Linked DNA regions of Zea mays: region 2 is linked to region 1. Evidence: chromatin contacts called from public Hi-C data. All regions are on one chromosome and are shown on one strand. Each heading gives the region's core, a stretch centred on a gene start, on an enhancer-like site or on the middle of the called end of the contact. The rest is flanking DNA. Distances are from core to core; before and after follow the strand shown.

The links. A called contact is a pair of places that touch in the nucleus more often than the background predicts.
Region 2: a Hi-C map of ear shows a contact between it and region 1, with 1.9 times the contacts expected there. The contact joins the promoter of LOC109942339 here to the promoter of LOC541910 in region 1. A contact is called at or near these places in 7 of 25 Hi-C or Micro-C datasets (ear, endosperm, leaf and 3 more).

What each region holds. Positions count from the first base shown.
Region 1 is chr9:121,481,285-121,485,193 of Zm-B73-REFERENCE-NAM-5.0, forward strand. It overlaps LOC541910 (expansin-B3), which reads left to right and starts at 2,300. Exons shown (of 4, transcript NM_001305866.1): 1 at 2,300-2,557; 2 at 2,732-2,841; 3 at 3,383-3,567; 4 at 3,808-3,909. The coding sequence starts at 2,371.
Region 2 is chr9:121,721,519-121,725,427 of Zm-B73-REFERENCE-NAM-5.0, forward strand. LOC109942339 (ARF guanine-nucleotide exchange factor GNOM) reads left to right here and starts at 1,785. Exons shown (of 2, transcript XM_020544261.1): 1 at 1,785-2,691; 2 at 3,042-3,909. The coding sequence starts at 1,966.

The sequences.
Region 1 (3,909 bases), core at 1,050-3,549:
ATTGAGCTATGGCTTCTGAAAAATATATGTGAGCGGGGCCTGTAAAAAACAGCTGATTTTGATGTGAGCTATGGCTTCTGTTGTCGGTGCAAGCTTCTCTGTAACTGTAAGCGTGGTCGACTGTCGGACAGCTGCGGATGAGCTCAAGAATGGGACACAGGAAGAGCAATGAAGACAAAATAATGAACCAGCTAGTGACAGGTGGATAAATTTTATAAAAAAATTGGAAACCACAACAGGTGAAAGCAAGGAAGGCTTTACATTCGTGTAGTCGTGTACCATCTCCCGCGCCTTTCACGTTTGATGAGTTGAGGGGAGTTTATTTCATTTATTTGTAAGGTGTGCCCCAGATAATAAGCAGTAGAAACGAGACTGTGTAGCGTTCCAGGAATGGGTCTGGAAGTCGCAAAACAGCGTTCCACCGTTTTAATTGAACCATCAAGCGGCTGGTATGGGGTACAGCCGTACGGGTACGGGCACATAAACTAGCCTGGCTCCCAAATAGGCCCAACTGTTCAACCCCTAGGCTTGCTATTGGGCGCCAACCATGCAACCTGAGCGCTCGAGGGCATAAGGCTCGACCGGCCCGAAACTAAACTAATACCCCAAGGCCCTGATCGAGTTTCCTCATGTACCAGCGACTGGGGCCGTCTTTAGAACCCATGAACTTTATCGTTATTTTCATGAAAAAATCGAAAACGGAAAGAACATACATTTTATCGTTATTTTCAATTCAGGGCATGTTTGGAAACCCTCAGTTTTTAATTCCAAACATACCCCTTTATGTCTCAGTTTCTATAAACTAAGGTATAAACGGATATATTTAAAACCACCTCAGTTTGTAATAAACACCGGATTTCCATTTTCTTAAAAACTAAGAAGCTAGTCTCCTCTATCTAAAACCTAATTATAAAAGTTGAGGTGGTTCTAATTTTCAAACACTATTAACCCGGTTTTTCCCCATATAAACCAGTTTCTATAAACTGGAGATAGAAATTGAATTCTTAAGGACTATGTCGCTTTCAAACAGGGCGTTAAGGTCTGTTTGGTATGGTTCCAGAGCAAAACTCCAATGAGGAGCTGGCCCAGAGCATGCCAAACACTCTAACTCCAGAGTGGTAAACTCTATAGAGTTTTTTTGGAGCTGCAGTACAAATTTTTGGAGTGCCTCTTTTGCTGCTCCGAAAACTCCAAAAAAGTAACCTAGTCATGGAGGTTTGAGTTATTTAACTGTCACTAGAGCTGAGCTGCTCCACACAGAGTTTCAGAGTAGAGCTACTCTTGGATGGAGCTGAGCCATGCCAAACACGCACTTAGGCCACATTCACTTCGCAGCGTGTGTTGACACGCCACTGCGCCTTTGTTCCAAAAATTAGTCGGACAGACAGCGAGTGAGCAACAGTGCAATGACAAGGTGTTCAGCCATTCACCCACCGTAGCTTTTCGTACGTGAAACTGAAACGGATTAGGCGCCGCTTCCAACCCATCCCAGCTCCTCTGCGTACTGCTGGCTAGGTAGAAACATGTGCATGATTCAGGGGGTTTGGTACACCAGGATCCATATGCAATGATTACCCAACAATTATAGGCCCCTCCCATGTTTGTAGACCTGTCCTCCTTCCTTCCGTGTATCCAGCGGTGCACACGAATCTCCCGCTCCTAACACTGCATACACCAGACAAGAGTGCTTATTAGGGCATGTACAACCTAGATACTGCTGCACGGTACTCCAAGTATAAGACACAACTAAAACACAACATAATATAGTGGTCATGTCTAAAACATGTGTCTTACAATATTCATTGTACCAATCAGAGCATTCAATAAATTAAAGTGATCAATCAGCTAGTCTCTTGTCTCAAACATATAGCCAAGATACTGTGTCTTTGTCAAGATACATGTCTTGAGTTTTTTTATATTCACCCCCTAGACACACTCTAAGACACAATTTAAGATACTCATTGCACATGCCCTTACGCACAGGATTAAGAACTCCCGAGAATCAGAATCCCGTGTACGAGCCGGTCCTGCCAACCCTCGATAATACACACACCGTGCGATAACTGCCAAGAGGGCGCCGTGTTAATTTTTTTTTTAGTAGTTCACTCGTGAGTCGTGACCCGAACCATCCGCTTCTCGCATGGTTTGCTCCATAGCCATGTGAGATGTGACCGCGCGCCCCTACCAAAGGCCGAACCACCACCACCTCGTCGACGGGCGCGCTGCCTTCCTTGGAGATTATTCTTTTCCAGTCTATAAATACCCCGGCCGGCAAGGTGCTCCTTCCAGATCACAGAACTCCTCCTGTCGGCCAGAGTCCTAGTAGCACTCTAGCTAGAACGAAGGTAGCTATATATCAAGATTCAAACAATGGCGTCCATCTCCTCCTCCAAGGTGCTCGCACTTGGTGCGCTCATCTTCTCCTTCCTTGTCACGTATGCCTCGTGCGCTAGACCGGTCAACTTCACAGCCTCAGACTTCACCGCCGATCCCAACTGGGAGGCTGCCAGAGCCACCTGGTACGGCGCGCCCACCGGCGCCGGCCCTGACGACGATGGTGAGTAGTGAGTACGTGTATATATAGACGACGTCGACGTCGTTTGCATTGCAAAAGGCGCAGGATCGCGTCTTTTGCTTTTGGGATGTATATATACTCTACTCTCTATACTACTGCATGCATGTCGTGCTGTTGGCCTAACGCACGGTGTCCGCCGCGTGCATTGATGTGCAGGTGGCGCGTGCGGGTTCAAGAACGTGAACCTGCCGCCCTTCTCCGCCATGACGTCGTGCGGCAACCAGCCCCTGTTCAAAGACGGCAAGGGATGTGGCTCCTGCTACCAAGTACGTATTAGCTAGCTAGCTACATTAATTGGCCAGACGAAGATCCCTTCCTTTAATTTGGTGCCGGCTGGACTTAAGCTTTGTTTGGGTACTCTAGTATTGACCTCAATTCACATGTGTTGAGGTGGATTGAAGTGTAAATTTGTTTAAGTTACACCCCAATCCACCTTAACACATGTGGATTGGGATCAATATTAGGATCCGTTCGTTTCTGCAGGATTGGACCAAGAATTGTTCTTGTTGATCAAAACTTATACAAATTAGAGAAACAATCTGGGTCGAAACAGTTCCAGTCTTCTATTCCCTATCAACCGAACGGACCCTTAGAGTATCCAAACTAGACCTTAATGGAAACGAAAAGCTCGAGCATAAGTAGTTTTTCGGTTTTTTAACCTCTAAAATTAATAGTTAGCTACTACAAATTAGTTATCATTAGTTAATACCATAGTTAATTGGTAGCTACCTAGTTCAATAGTTCATTAGCTGTCTAACTATTACCTTTCTAAATAGGGCCTAACAAATCCTCTCTTTTTTTTTCCAGATACGATGCCAGAACCACCCTGCCTGCTCCGGTAACCCGGAGACGGTGATCATCACCGACATGAACTACTACCCGGTGGCCAAGTACCACTTCGACCTTAGCGGCACGGCGTTCGGCGCCATGTCCAAGCCCGGCCGCAACGACGAGCTCCGCCACGCCGGCATCATCGACATCCAGTTCAAGAGGTGGGTGCGGCCCGGTATCGCCGTATCGTCGTCATTTGCAACTGCACATGCACTGCACGTTGCACAGCAGAACCACGAACCCACAGTCTGCAGTGCAGGCCCCACCCTGTGCTGCTGCATGTGGAGCCTCTAGCTTGTAGATCCGCACGTTATACTGTACCCGCTCCTATAAATATATAACTAATCTAGATTTTTGAGGACTCTTGTCGGACTAGACTAATGGAAACATACCACATGCAGGGTGCCCTGCAACTACCCCGGGCGGAAGGTGACGTTCCACGTGGAGGAGGGCTCGAACGCCGTCTACCTGGCGGTGCTCGTCGAGTTCGAGGACGGCGACGG
Region 2 (3,909 bases), core at 535-3,034, 240 kb after region 1:
CACTCATCTTGTGAGAGCAATTAAGTGAAGTCATATCTTTTCTCGCTCTTCAGTCAAACTTGGTTTTGATTTTACTAATCCACTTTAGATCAAGTTTGTTTTTGTTGAGCTGTTTTACAGGATCGCCTATTCACCCCCCTCTAGGTGCTCTTAGATTGATAACCAAAGGAGTCATGATGCTAAGGTTGAAGCTTTGGTCTTTTAATTTAAAGCAAGACCGGTATGTCGTGTTCCACCAAAACAAGAATTATCATGAAGCTAATGAAAGATTGGAAATCCTGATGGATCCATCACCTTGTCCCCATTAACCCAATTATTAGAACTCACTACCAAAGTGTTTGTCACAGAATCCACTTTAGACAAAGTGGAGAATTGGATCCTGGTCTAGAGCTTTTGTGTGGTTTTGTTGTAAGTACTTCAAAGTTCCTGTTTTTTGTTATAGCTTTGTAATGTTTCTCCAATAGATAAGTGTTCCCGCTATACAAATAATCTCAACGAGTGGTCATCAAATACCTTACCTTTAAACCTTTTCTTGGAGTTCTGGAATAAGTATACCATACACTCTTTATGTTCAACATTAGGAAAAACTGCACTAACTCCCAACATCGCTGTCTAACCACAATCTATGCGTTTTTTAGACCTTGAACCTATAGCTTCTTTAAGCCTTCCCATGAACCAAGTCCAAATTTTCATTGCTTTTTGAGTCTATCATCCCAATGGAAACATGATACATCATGCCCATCTACTGCACAAGCAACACACAACTGCCCCCCTAAATCTCATAGTTAAAAAGTGCTATACACAAATAGATATGGTTTATCTTATTTTTGATGGTGTGGTGATCAATCACTACAAAGCTACTAGGACAATATTGTTCTATCTGAGCCTTGAACCTACACAAATTATCAAATCTCTCTTGCCAATTACCATGCAATTGATTCAGAGCAAGTTCCTTACCATGGTACACCATTTGTAATGAACATCTACCTTGTAGTGTTCTTTGATATTTCTTTGTAGCTCTGTAGGGCCTAACTTCCTATGATCATCTAGCCAATCTTTCACCTTCTCAGCTACCAAAAACTTAGTTGCTCCTTTCACCTTCCCACCCATCCTTGTACTATTACAATCATGTGGATAAGTGTGCTTTTACCTAAAAATAGGATACATCGAAATTTACTTCCCCATCTACACATACAAAAAGGAACCAAGAGAAAATAAATGCAATTACCTTCATAGTAACAATGTCTCCCATTTCATATGCATGTATCCTCCCTTTGCAGCCCTTAAACCTCAAAGCAAAAGGCTTGACATCTGCTTGGATCACTCTTCTCTACGAGAAACTCTAGTTCTTTTTTGATTGCATGAGATGTAAAGCCATGCATGTTTGGGTATATGCTTCCTACTTTCATAGGCGGATCATCCTTGTCATAAACTTTCAATGGCTGGTGGCATTGTGCCCTTAACCATTTTATCCTCTCCGCTTTGCTCATGGACAGACTCATACTCATGATTTATACCATTATCGCCATAGATTCGTGTGACTCCACCTTTTACAAATTTAGTCAGATTTACGAAAAATATTAACAGCATTTATATATCAAACGTTTTTAGCAATTTATTCAACTAATAGTTATTATATATCCTAAATGTAAATATACAATATATATATATATTTGGTTAAAGTTAAAAATGTTTTTATAAAAAAAGATTTTGAGTAATTCACAGAAACATTTCCAATTAAAAGGATAGAAAATATGTTGGGCTGAACATAACCCGCCCAAAACTTGTATTTTTATTGTAAAGAAAAAGAAAAAAAAAGCAAATAAAGAAACCCTCACGACTTACTAGGAGTTCTTCGCAGTGCACCACAGCAGACCCAGATCTCAACGCGCCCCTTCAGATCCCAATTCCCAGATGCCCTCGCCGTCGTAGCTGCACCCGGACCCCGCGCGCTCGCTCGAATCCATGGGCGGGCTCAGGGCAGCATCGCCATCCGTCGCGGGATCCCGAGCTGTTGCGGGGGTGGGATCCGATTACGCGGCGCAGCGACTGGCGATGGCGTGCGTGCTGGCGTCCGAGGCTGCCACTGTACTCGCCGTCATGCGCCGCAACGTCCGCTGGGCGGACGTCCGCTACGGCGGCGCGGGGGACGACGAGCACCTTGACCACCCGCTCGTCGCGGGGCTCAAGGCTCTCCGCCGCCGCGCTGCCGCGTGGGGCCACGGTCGCTGGACGGGCGTCGAACCGCTCCTCTACCTCCGACCCTTCCTCGATGTCGTCCGCTCCGACGAGACTGGGGCGCCCATCACGGGCGCCGCGCTCTCGTCGTTGCACAAGATCCTCACCCTTGACCTCGTTGGGCCCGGCGCACCAGGTGCTGCCGAGGCAATGGCCGCCGTCGTTGACGCCGTTACGGCCTGCCGCTTTGAGGTCATCGACCCGGCGTCCGAGGAGGCCGTCCTGGCAAGGGTCCTGCAAGTGCTGCTCGCCTGCGTGCGCAGCCGTGCAGCGCTAGCGCTTGCCAACCGCCACGTCTGCACGATCGTCAACACATGCTTCCGCGTCGTGCAGCAGGCTGGAACCAAGGGGGAGCTACTGCAGCGTGTCTCGAGACAGACAATGCAGGAGGTTATACGAACTGTTTTCGCCCGCCTGCAGGACATTGATGTCACCGCGTTGTCCGACGAGCAGGTATGGAGCATTGTTATACTCGCTATTATTTTGCTGTGCTGGTGAACATGGTAAATTTTGCAATAGCATTCCTACCTCAGCATAATAACTCAAGTTACTATTCTTACACACATTGGTCTGAAGTGTAAACAAGTGAAATGATCTAGTTTTTTTTTTTGTCAAACTTAGTTTGAACTAATTGTTGTCATTTGAGCAATACGACCACACCACCTCGCAGATACTGACAGTCTGACACCAAGATCAGTTCTTGTTAGCTTGGAACAAAGCTTTTGTTAGTAGAAACACGGAAGACTCATGTCTTCCTATACTAAATGAATTTTATTAATTTGTCGGTAGCATTTGTAATGCAGGTTGTTGGTTGCAAGAACCAAATTTTGGGTGCTGAGGAGACAGAGAATGGCAAGAGTGACTATGTATGTTTGAATAACTCTGGCGATGAGGTGGGAGATGGTTCTGGCGTTGTGGAAGACAAAGACTTGATGGAGCCCTTTGGGGTTCCTTGTATGGTAGAGATATTGCAATTTTTGTGCTCCCTATTGAACATAGCAGAGGACATTGAGGTGAACCCAAGGATGAATCCGATTGACTTCGATGAGGATGTGCCACTTTTTGCTCTGGGGTTGATTAATTCGGCTATTGAGTTGTCGGCTTCATCTATACACAGACATAAAAAACTTTTAGCATTTGTACAGGATGAATTGTTCCACAATCTAATGCATTTTGGCCTGTCAATGAGCCCCCTGATCCTGTCGACAGTGTGCAGCATTGTTTTTACTCTCTTTTATCATCTGCGCCATGAACTTAAGCTGCAAATAGAGGCTTTCTTCTCATGTGTTATCCTAAGATTAGCACAGAGTAGATATGGAGCAAGTTATCAGCAGCAAGAAGTTGCCCTTGAGGCTCTAATTGATTTTTGTCGGCAGAAAGAGTTTATGGCTGAGATGTATGCAAATATGGACTGTGATCTACAGTGCTCAAATATTTTTGAAGAGTTAGCTAACCTTCTGTCTAAGAGCGCATTTCCTGTGAACAGTCCTTTGTCAGCTTTAAATGTGCTTGCTTTGGATGGTTTGGTTGCTGTCATTCAGGCAATGGCACAGAGGACTGATAATGCACCTCAACATCATGAGCAAACAGTGCCAGAAATAAGTGAATATTTTCCTTTCTGGCAGTTGAAGTGTGAGAGCAGTAATGATCCTGATCAGTGGGTTAAATTTG